Linked DNA regions of Mus musculus: region 1 is linked to region 2. A link is a contact called in public Hi-C data. All regions are on one chromosome and are shown on one strand. The core of a region is the stretch at or near the end of the contact, and the rest is flanking DNA. Distances in the headings are between cores, read along the strand shown. Region 1 has its middle 18 kb from the start of Gm41582. Region 2 overlaps Supt3 (SPT3, SAGA and STAGA complex component).

Region 1 (4,954 bases), core at 1,379-3,878, 210 kb before region 2:
GTAAACACATTTTCCCTCTTTGGAGAGAGCCAAGTCCCCAGTGTATCCGTTAAAGCAGGGGTTTTTTTTTTCCTTCTCCTTCTTTTGACTTCACAACTGAAAGAGTAGAGGCAAGCAACTGAATGTCATAAGGATTCGTGCTGCCGCTTCTGAGATCAGTCCCCGGGGGTTTTAGCTGGGGCTCTGCCCTCATCATCCTTGGAAGTTGGCCACGCCCTGTCACTTTGCTTAGAGTCTTCCAGGGCTTGACTTCATTCTGAATTATTCTCCGGTCAGTTATTTAAACGTCTGTAGCGCCCAGAAGACAGCCAGCTTCTCTGGGCAGGGACCATGACTTATTCATGGTGACCTTGAACTCTGCCCATTCACGGGCGCTTGAGTTCACATATGCCTGCATGCCAAAGCCATTTGCGGTGTGCCTCCCCCCACCATGCCAGAACACATTACACGAGAGGACTTCCCGAGCCAGATGGGCCACACAGATAACGTGTGTAATGGAAATTCTCACGGAGCCATGACTCAGCCTGCTTAGCCCAATGGGACTTTTCTTTGTACGGCTTGCGGTTATTAGGGTGACAAATGGCTACCGATGCAGGGTTCCCGAGATGAGATGGGGATGCTGGAGAGAGACGTCACCAGGTTTAACACTGTGTACTTTCTTTTACTTTTTTACATTTTTAAATGCAAAACATTACAAATATCTATGCAAACAGGAATTCTAAGAGAATTCTAAGAGCACCATCTAGTCCCAATATCTTTTCATGACTGTTCTTATTTTTAAAGCATCTATTTATTTGAAAGAGAGAGAGAGAGAGAGAGAGAGAGAGAGAGAGCGTGAGTGAGCGTATGTGGAGGTCAGAGGTCACCTCTGCTGGCATCACTTTGTCTCCCTTGCTGTTTCTGTTACTTTGCTGTGTCTGTGAACCCTTCAGGAGATTCTTTCCCACCTGCCCACAGGAATGCTGGGATTACAGGTGTGTGCTGTCCGGCATTTTGCTTGGGTTCCTGGCATGGAGCATAGCAGCCAGGTTTTCAGGGCAGATGCCTTTCCTTGGGAGCGGTCTTTCCAGCCCAAGGCCACCCCTAATTTTCATCCCACTCTCTGTCCCTGGCTTGGAGGGTTTGGAAGCAAAGCCTGGATGTCACCCCATGTTATCATCCATATGTGGATATATGATTGATAGTTCAGAAAGATGATGTCACCCCACGTCATCATATATGTGGATATATGATAATTCAGAAAGACGGGGAGCGTTAAGAAGATATATATAGGTCCTTGCGCTTTTAAAACTTCATAATCTTTTGCTTGCTCAAGACAGGGCTTTGTGTGGCCCAGGACATTCTCAAAGTCACTCTGGAGCCAAAGATGAAATCCTTCTGCTTCCTCTTCTCAGATGCTGAGATTTTAGGGGTGTGCCACCATGGCTAGCTTTATGGAATGCTGGGGATTGAACCCATGGCTTCATGCATGCTAAACCAACACTCCATCAACTAGGTTACACACTCAGCTCCAGGGATTCTTAAGTAGGGACAGTTTTACTCACAAGGGGGTTGTTGTCACACTGGGAGGAGGTAGCTAACACAGGCCAGATATCCTGTTATAAACATACTAGTATGCTCAGAACAGCCTCTCCAAGCCCAGCCGATAAGACTAGAAAGTCAGAGTGTGCCAGGGTCTGTAGAGAAGAAGGTCCGCTAGAGGTTTTACATGATTAGTGTGGGACAGTGACTTTGCTGGGTCCTGTGGAGCTGTCTAGCCCAGCAGTGCTCCCCTTTCAAACCCTCTCCTCTGAACTTAGCCAGTCAGGACTTGGGGGTTGGATGACTCTTGCTTCCCCAGCATGGATCCTGGGTATCTCCCAGCCACAGGCATTTTCCTCAGGGGAGCATCCACTGCCTTCAGCTGGTGCTGCTGTTGAAGGGCTCACGGGCAAGCTATGCCCAGAGGAAAGAACGTACCACAGGACCTCACAACGCTGGCCTCTCTGCATGGCCTTTGTACATATCTACTAGGCACCTAGTGTTTAAGCAAAATTTCCATTATTTTGGTACTTTTAATTGGACACCAAGATGCTTGACATTCCCACAGACACAAGCTCTCAAAGCTTACGTGAAAGCGATGAAATGACCCTTTGAAACGATCAGAAACTCTGGAATTTGAATGTGGTCCACTCACTTAGCTCCTGGTGTCTACCTGGGGTACTTAGTGCACTCCTCACATAGCACCTCGGGTCCACTTTCCCTGGGCCCAATGATTGATGACAAAGCCACAGAGACAAAAGTAGGGGGCGAGACTCCTGCATGTCCAAGAAAGCAGTCCAGAGTTCTGAACCTTGGCTCTTAAGGCAGGGAGCCCTTCACCCAAAGGCCTGTTGAAAGTAATATGAGCAAAAGGGGCCTCTGGAGATGATACCCTCAGACCTGGCAGCTCCTGGGGTTGTCACTACCTACCATCCTTGTGATCATTGGTGGGGACACTGCCTATGCCATCGGGAGCTGGGAAAGGGGAAATGGCGTGGCGGTGACAGAGACCTGTCTGCCATCGCTTTTGCTCTCTGTACTAAAGGAACCGGGTGGGGTGAACAGGGGAACAGATAAGCCCAGCCTTACAAGGCTAATGTGAGCCAACAGGAAGGATTTATGGGGTGACGCTACTTCCATGAATGAGGGCACACAGTGCAGGTGGAGCTAATGCAGTCTGGGAAAGCTTCCAGGAGGAGCCCACAGCTGGCTGGAGCCCAAGAGGAACCGAAAGGAGCCAAGTAGACTGGGGACCCAGGACACGGCTGTCCTGACCTGCCAGGGCACAGCCGGGAAGCCGTGGGAAGCTGTGGGAAGGGTATACAGGTGGGAGGGGAGGGGGGCTGTGTTAGGAGAGAGTGCTCTCAACAACCATTCCCTGAGCTACAGGAAGCCCTGAAGACTGAGCAGGAGACAGGCATAATCAGATTTGCATTTTGAAAAGGTTATTCTGGCCAAAAGTGTCAGGAGGGGGTCACGGAGAGGCGTAAAGTGAGACTTGTTTCGAGGTTGGCAGAGACTCAGACAAGCCTGAAGTAGGGCAGACAACAAGCAAAGGAAAGGGGCCACAGGTTTTGCCACATCCCAGAAGGGCCAAGGCAGCTCTCCGTGAGGTGAGAAATGCCAGCATTGTCAAGGCCTCTGACCGTAAGCCGTGCCCTGCGGCTCTGGTGCGGCGATTCTTCCACGTTCCCAGGGTACCTTGCGGGTTACTCTGGTTTTTCTGCCCAGTGCTTCTTTTCTTTTCTAGGGCAGGAAAGCCTCGTATGTTTTAGGAAGATTTCTATAAAGCAGTTAAAATGGCTGAGGTATGGCTCAGTAACAGTGTCCTTGCCTAAAGCATACAAGGACCTGGGCTCTATTCTCAGCGCCACAAAAAGCAACAGAAAGATCAAATAATGTATTCTTTGGGGGAGAACCTGGGATAGTGAAGCCAGTGTCCCGATTCTGAGTGGAAATCATAAGGTTCACATTCTAGCCACTGGAGACAAGGGCTCCAAAAAGGGGTCTCACTATTTCCGAGACAATTGTGGGGTGTGTGTGTGTGTGTGTGTGTGTGTGTGTGTGTGTAGTGTCTCGTCTCTGATTAACCTGCACTTAACCCGAGGATCCATGGTTAAAGGCTTTGAGATAGGACAGCGTGGGTGGCTCAGACTGCCACCCTGCCACCACAGGCAATGGGGATCTTCGTTAACATGACTTGGTGACAGCAGACACCCTAGCCAGTATGGACAAATGTGATGGTTTCCTCAGGAAGAGTGGGGCCTGGAGGGACTGCTCAGTGGTTAAGCGTGTGTCCTGCTCTTGTCCAGGACCCAAGTTCAGTTCTCCATATCCATGTCAGGAAGCTGTAATTCCAGCTCCAGATGTTCCGATTCCAGATGTCCCAACACCCTCTTTTGGCCTCCTTCAACACCTGTACTCCTGTGCACATAACCATTCACAGACACAAATGCGTGCGCATAATTTTTAAGAAACAATAAAAAATTCTAAACCTTTTAAAGGCTCATTTTAAACTTTATTATTGAAAAATAACAAAAAAAAAAAAAGAACAACGCACCAGACTATAATTAATTGTAATTATTATAATTAATAAGGCTATAAAATTTTTGTTAAAGAAAGGAAGAGTGAGCTCTCTCTCATACACATAAGTATACACTCTTTTAAAAATGTAGTGAGCAAGAGGAAAATGTCTATTTGCACATCTGGCTTGTTCTTTAAATAGCTCATTCCAAGAAAGGAATATATTCACCCTGTCTTAATTTATGTTTCTACCTTTTTCTTCCAACAGGCCTGCAGGAGGAAGGAGGGAGGGGGCTGGCCCTCGCAGGGATTCGGCAATGGCCTTGGTATGCCGCTGCCTACACAGCAGTATTTAACCCAATTACAGGATAATAAGGGCTCAGACAAATTGTCTGCAAACAGATATGTCTATGTGTAAACCCTTGACTTTGGGAACATGTGTCTGGAGCCAGAGAAAAGGGGTGTGCTTAGCGAGAGAGCGCGTCAGCTCAGAAACCCTCCCCCTAAGTGTGGACACTCTTGAGTTCTGGACAAAAGGCTCTCCAGGTTCAGACTGCATGTTTGTTCTAAAACCACACACACACACACACACACACACACACGAGCATTTTAGTACAAGATGGAAAAATCTGTATCTTAGATTGTCCTGGGGGAAGGGGGTGCTGTACCCACCCTGAGATACTGAGGGACTCTGGTTGGCTCAGTGTGGCCCTCAGGTGGACTGCCATTCCTGGGGGGGCTGCCCAGTGACTCTCCTTCCCTTCCCTCTCAGAGAGTCTCCCTGATGTGATACCGACCTCAAACCATCCCTAAAGGCAATGGGCCAGGCTGGGCAGGGAGAGGGCAGGGAGGGCCAATTACAAAGGAACGGAAGCTTGTTTCAGAGTAGGATTCTCTGCCATCAGGCATC
Region 2 (4,950 bases), core at 2,078-4,577:
TAGGAGCACTGGATGCTCTTCCAGAGGACCCAGGTTGGATTCCCAGCACCCATATGGCAGCTCACAAAGGTCTGTAGCTACAGTTCCTGGGGATCCCTCACCCATTTCTGGCCTTCGATGGCACTGCATGCATGTGATGCACACACAGACATACATGAGAGGAAAACCCACATGCACATGAAATAATTTTTAAAAAGCCCTGCCTCCTTTGCTCACATTGATAGAACTTTATGTAAACTCTAAGCCATGACACCTACAGACGGAGGTGAGGCCATCATCATGTCCCCGAGCTAGGAAAGGAGGAATTAGACTTCATCAGAAATTCAACTGATCTTCAGTGAAAGACATTATAAAGGGCCAGGCAGGTATGGTGGCACACATACAGCACTTGAGAGGCTGAGGCAGGAGGATCATGAGGTCAGCATGGGAGTCAAAGTGAAACCCTATCTTTAAAAAGGTACCATTGAGATAATCAATGGTAAGCCACAAACTGAGAAAATGCATGAAAGCAGCAACCAACCTAGACACATACAGACCTCTCACCAGTTGGTACTATCCTCTCCCCAACACAGCTCCTCACCACGGCACATGTATTAGAACTGTTAGGGTAAAACACTGATAACAGCAGAGAGATGGGGATCCTGGACTGGGGGCTGGGGGTGAGGGAGGTGGGGGGGGGGGGAGAGGAGCTGCAGAATGGGTAACAGAGTAACCAAATGGGTATAATAAATGTTGGCATAGTAATTACAGTAAAATGTCAACTGTACTTATAGAGTATAGTTATAGTGTTCACACTAGACACTAGAATTCTCTTAACTTTGCTTTTTTTTTTTTTTTTTTTTTTTTTGGTTTTTCGAGACAGGGTTTCTCTGTATAGCCCTAGCTGTCCTGGAACTCACTTTGTAGACCAGGCTGGCCTCGAACTCAGAAATCCACCTGCCTCTGCCTCCCAAGTACTGGGATTAAAGGTGTGAAAAAACCCAATATCTTCTTTTATGCATAGTGTTGACATACAGTTCAAAAATGGAGTCACATGAGATTTCTGAGTGTTTGTAAGAAAACTGCAAGAAACCAAGGCAAGAAGAGTCTTGTGACCTCAATTACTTTAAAACCACGAAATTGTTCCTTGATTATGCTTTTGTGCCCCTCCCAGGTAGAGAGGACAGGAGTGAATTTACTTCAGATTATTCATTACCACTGGTTACCATTATTTGTTTACATGCCTCAGAAAAACATGGTTTTGCCATGTACGACTTTTCCACTACGGGCAGCGTGTCTTGTGGTTGCACACTGTACTCCTGTGATTCCTCTTAACCTTCCTAGAATAAATTGTCTGATGTTCTGAACAAAGTTAGCTATTGCATGAGACTTTGCTTTATCTCATTTATCAGCTCCATTCTCTCAGATCCTACCACCTTTGGAGTGGTAAACAGCATACAACAGTTCTTTCAGCTCTGACTAGAAGCCATTGACTATGGTATCTATAAGCTGGCTGCTGCTTACAGTTTTAGCTGTGAGGGGAAAAGAACCCACAGCACATTCTTCATTTCTCTAAAAAAATATTTTTGAGCCTCTCTACTCTTTATTAAATAAGAGAGAGAGAGAGAGAGAGAGAGAGAGAGAGAGAGAGAGAGAGAGAGAGAGGAAGAAGAAGAAGAAGAAGAAGAAGAAGAAGAAGAAGAAGAAGAAGAAAGAAGAAGAAGAAAAGAAAAAAGAAAGAAAGAGGAGGAAGGAAGGAAGGAAGGAAGGAAGGAAGGAAGGAAGGAAGGAAGACAGATAAAGAGAAAGGCACTGACCTTTTTCCTCTTCCGCTGCTTGGTTTTGGCAGTGTCTTGTCCTGTGTTCCCATTCCCCAAAGAACCAGATGCAGCTCTACCTGAATGCTGTGATCCAGAAGAGGGAGCTGTTGGTGTAGGAGGAGGTGTGTTCTCAGGAGAGTCTGGGCTGGACTTCAAACATGAGGACCCCTGCACAAACATAATATGGCTTTGAGATGAACTGATCTCCTAGCCACAGGAGACTGCCGTTTGTTTCTATACTATTTATAGCTTAAATATTTACTCTTATCTAGTCCATAGAAATGGATGTCTTTCCCTTAAAGTTCTAGTCATAATACTTTTTAATCTAATTATTCAGACAAAAATAAAAATTCTTCAACCATTGCTTCTGCAAATTCTTTAACTCTGTAGGATACCCATATTTCTACATGGACTTTTCCTGAAGAGTCTTATCTACATGCTCCTCGTTCTACTAATCACACTAACCATAGTTCTCTATATGGACCGACCGTTCTCTATAATGCAGTGAAAGACTCTGCACACCCTTGACCAATTCAGGTACGAGTCTCAACAGTATTTCCACGATCAGACTGTACAGACACACCATCAAACAAGAAGGAATAAAGCTGATTTTGATTGAATATCTTTTGTCCCAAATGCTTGGGATCAGTTTTGTTTCATATCTTAGAATTTTGAAAATATAGTTTGGAATATCTGTATAACTCCCAGGGATCATGTCTACATGTGTGTAAACCATATGCTGAAAAAAGATCTAGAACATGTAGGACTTATACTTGCTAGTCTCGTGTCAGTGAGCCAAGCTTAGCAAGCTCAGTTCTGTAGGCAGTTCTTGTTAAGGGTGATGCCTCTTTAGATAAGATGGCCCCAGACAACCTGGTGACTGATACACTGTAATCCAACTGGTGTGGGATCTTCCAAAACCGTCTCTTTGAACGTACCACCCTACGGCCAAGATCCCTGAGCTAGTCTTTGACAATTCTAAGTAGTCTATACAACTAGAGCTTCCTATTAGCTCTCTTTAATGAGTTTCTTAGTTTCCTCAGTTACCCTTTCCTATCCCTCTTTCAACTGCTCTTTTGCTGCCTCTGAGGCCAGAACATTTTTTCTCCCTCTCCCTCATCAGTTCTCATACCTTCAGCACTTTGATTCTGACTAGAGCGTTCACATGCACGCAACACGGAGGCTTATTTTAATTCTCTTGGTTGCTCATTTGGGAGTCAATGTACACTAACTCGACTTCTATGCTTGTTCACATACTTGCTTGTTTGCTTTACAAATCATTCGATCTCCCTGGACCCAGCTCCTATCATTCTCCAGATGCCCTGCTGGCCCATATTTGGCACAATCCTTCATGTTGGCTGCTGATTTGCAATGCTGATGAGTGAGGAGACTGCCTTAGCAGGGCATTATCTCTGTATTTTATCAGGTAATAAAAGGCAGGAAGGAAGACAGTTTCTATGAATGTCTACTTTGACTACCAGTCACAGGGGAGAGAGGATGGCTGCCAGGCCAGGAAAAAGCTCGAGGCTGACACTGACAGTCTGTTAGGATGCTCTCTGAGACTCATGCTCCAACCTCCCAGAGAGCCCAGGAAACCCAGTACACATAGGACATTTTTTTTCAACTGCTCTTTAGCTGGGAAGAGCGCCTGGTGGTTGTTGAGCAGTTGCCCAGGGCGGCTCGGCCACCCCGGAGAACCAAGCAAGAGGGATGGGGATGTTGGGGTGTTTTCTGAGATTTGCAAGCAATCACTTGAAAGTTAAGGGAAAACTAGGTTGTTATGTTCACAGTAAATTTCCTCAATTAGAAATGTTACAACAAATTTGTCTGATGTTAATGGAAAGCACACCATACACACACTCATAAAGCATCAAAGACACTGCAAAGGGCCCTCTTTGACATCATAATTGGGGTTTGAAACATAAAGAAAATAAAGACTGTTTAATCAACTAAGTAAGCTTTAGGAACCTTTAAAAACATGGTGACTGATAATGATGTATGACCTTTTTAATGGGTATAAACATTTCAGTCCCTACTTGGATTTCAAGCCAATATGATTCTCCAAGGGCTATGAAAAGAAGCTGGGTTGATGTCTAGCTTGTTAATAAGATGCTATATGGGCATATGTTATAGTATAGTTCTACACCTCATAGCAAAGAATTAATAACTTGGGGTCCATGGCGAGACCTTAGACTAACAGAATGGCTCTGAATGCAAAGATACACTAAGAAAGTTAAATAAAAATAAAAGCAAGCCCAGAAAGGGATTTACAGGATTTCTCAGACCCCCAAAGAGATCCTTGGCAAAAAACAAATCCCAAGTACATCTTAGAAACAATTTGAGCTACCACCCTCACCCACGGACAGTAACAGGAAGAAGACTATGCTACTAAATGGCCTTTGCCGTGTTCAGGTTATACATTTCAGCCAGCTGGTTCTAAACTCACTCTATAATTATACATGCAGATGTGAGCCTAGCCCTTCTTCTCTATGGTCATTATCATGAATGACAGGAAAGTGCTGTTTTTGTTATTAAGAAACTCAAATATTGGCAAATGTATTCAACATGTTCGGCTTCATTTCTGGTTGTCAGGCACACTGTGTTAGTAGAGGATATTTTAGAAACTGAAAGTGGTGCATAGTTATGTAAAAGGTTACACCTGGTGAGATTTTCTAGTTCCTACAGAAAACGTCCTATCCGTACAAAACAGGTCTGACAAGAGGACCCGATCATCAGACTGAAGATATGTGGGGCTGTGGCAATATGAATTGTTGAGATAAATTGGCACATGAAACGCAAAGTTATGAATAATTGACAGGAATTATTACACGATAATCTCCCTTCCAGTTCTCTCTAAAGTCTCTGTATCTCTTGCATGGTAAGCAAGAATTGTACCATTGATCTACAGCCCCACCCCAGTTCTTCTCTTTACATGTTTCAATGTAAGACATGTTCTGCAACCATCCAATTGTCACTTAAGGGTTAAGAAAGACAATGGGGCCAAAGGGTGAAAAAGGTCATCATATCAAGTGGTTCCTCAGATGGGCACAGCAAATTCTCAATAATTATTTGTGTCAATGGTCAATGTATTAAGAGTCTCCAAGTAAAGACCGTGCAATCCTACATAATCATTTCAAAGTCCTAATGTAAA

The links. A called contact is a pair of places that touch in the nucleus more often than the background predicts.
Region 1: a Hi-C map of the N1E-115 cell line shows a contact between it and region 2, with 2.9 times the contacts expected there. The contact joins two enhancer-like sites. A contact is called at or near these places in 2 of 15 datasets of contacts at CTCF or cohesin (pro-B cells and stem cell-derived epiblast-like cells), 6 of 484 Hi-C or Micro-C datasets (the C10 cell line, the N1E-115 cell line, Sertoli cells and 2 more) and 2 of 115 datasets of contacts at active chromatin or transcription factors (embryonic stem cells and kidney).

The regions. Positions count from the first base shown.
Region 1 is chr17:45,242,800-45,247,753 of GRCm38.p6, reverse strand. No RefSeq gene overlaps it. Among named protein-coding and RNA genes, the nearest start is that of Gm41582, 18 kb to the left of the region's middle. Within about 2 kb of position 2,628, at least 39 of the 459 cell types and tissues checked have an H3K27ac peak or open chromatin away from gene starts, as enhancers often do. A contact at or near this core is called in the N1E-115 cell line, where this site is marked.
Region 2 is chr17:45,038,233-45,043,182 of GRCm38.p6, reverse strand. It overlaps Supt3 (SPT3, SAGA and STAGA complex component), which reads right to left. Exons shown (of 12, transcript NM_178652.3): 10 at 1,797-1,967. Among named protein-coding and RNA genes, the nearest start is that of Gm35097, 110 kb to the left of the region's middle. Within about 2 kb of position 3,327, at least 4 of the 459 cell types and tissues checked have an H3K27ac peak or open chromatin away from gene starts, as enhancers often do. A contact at or near this core is called in the N1E-115 cell line, where this site is marked.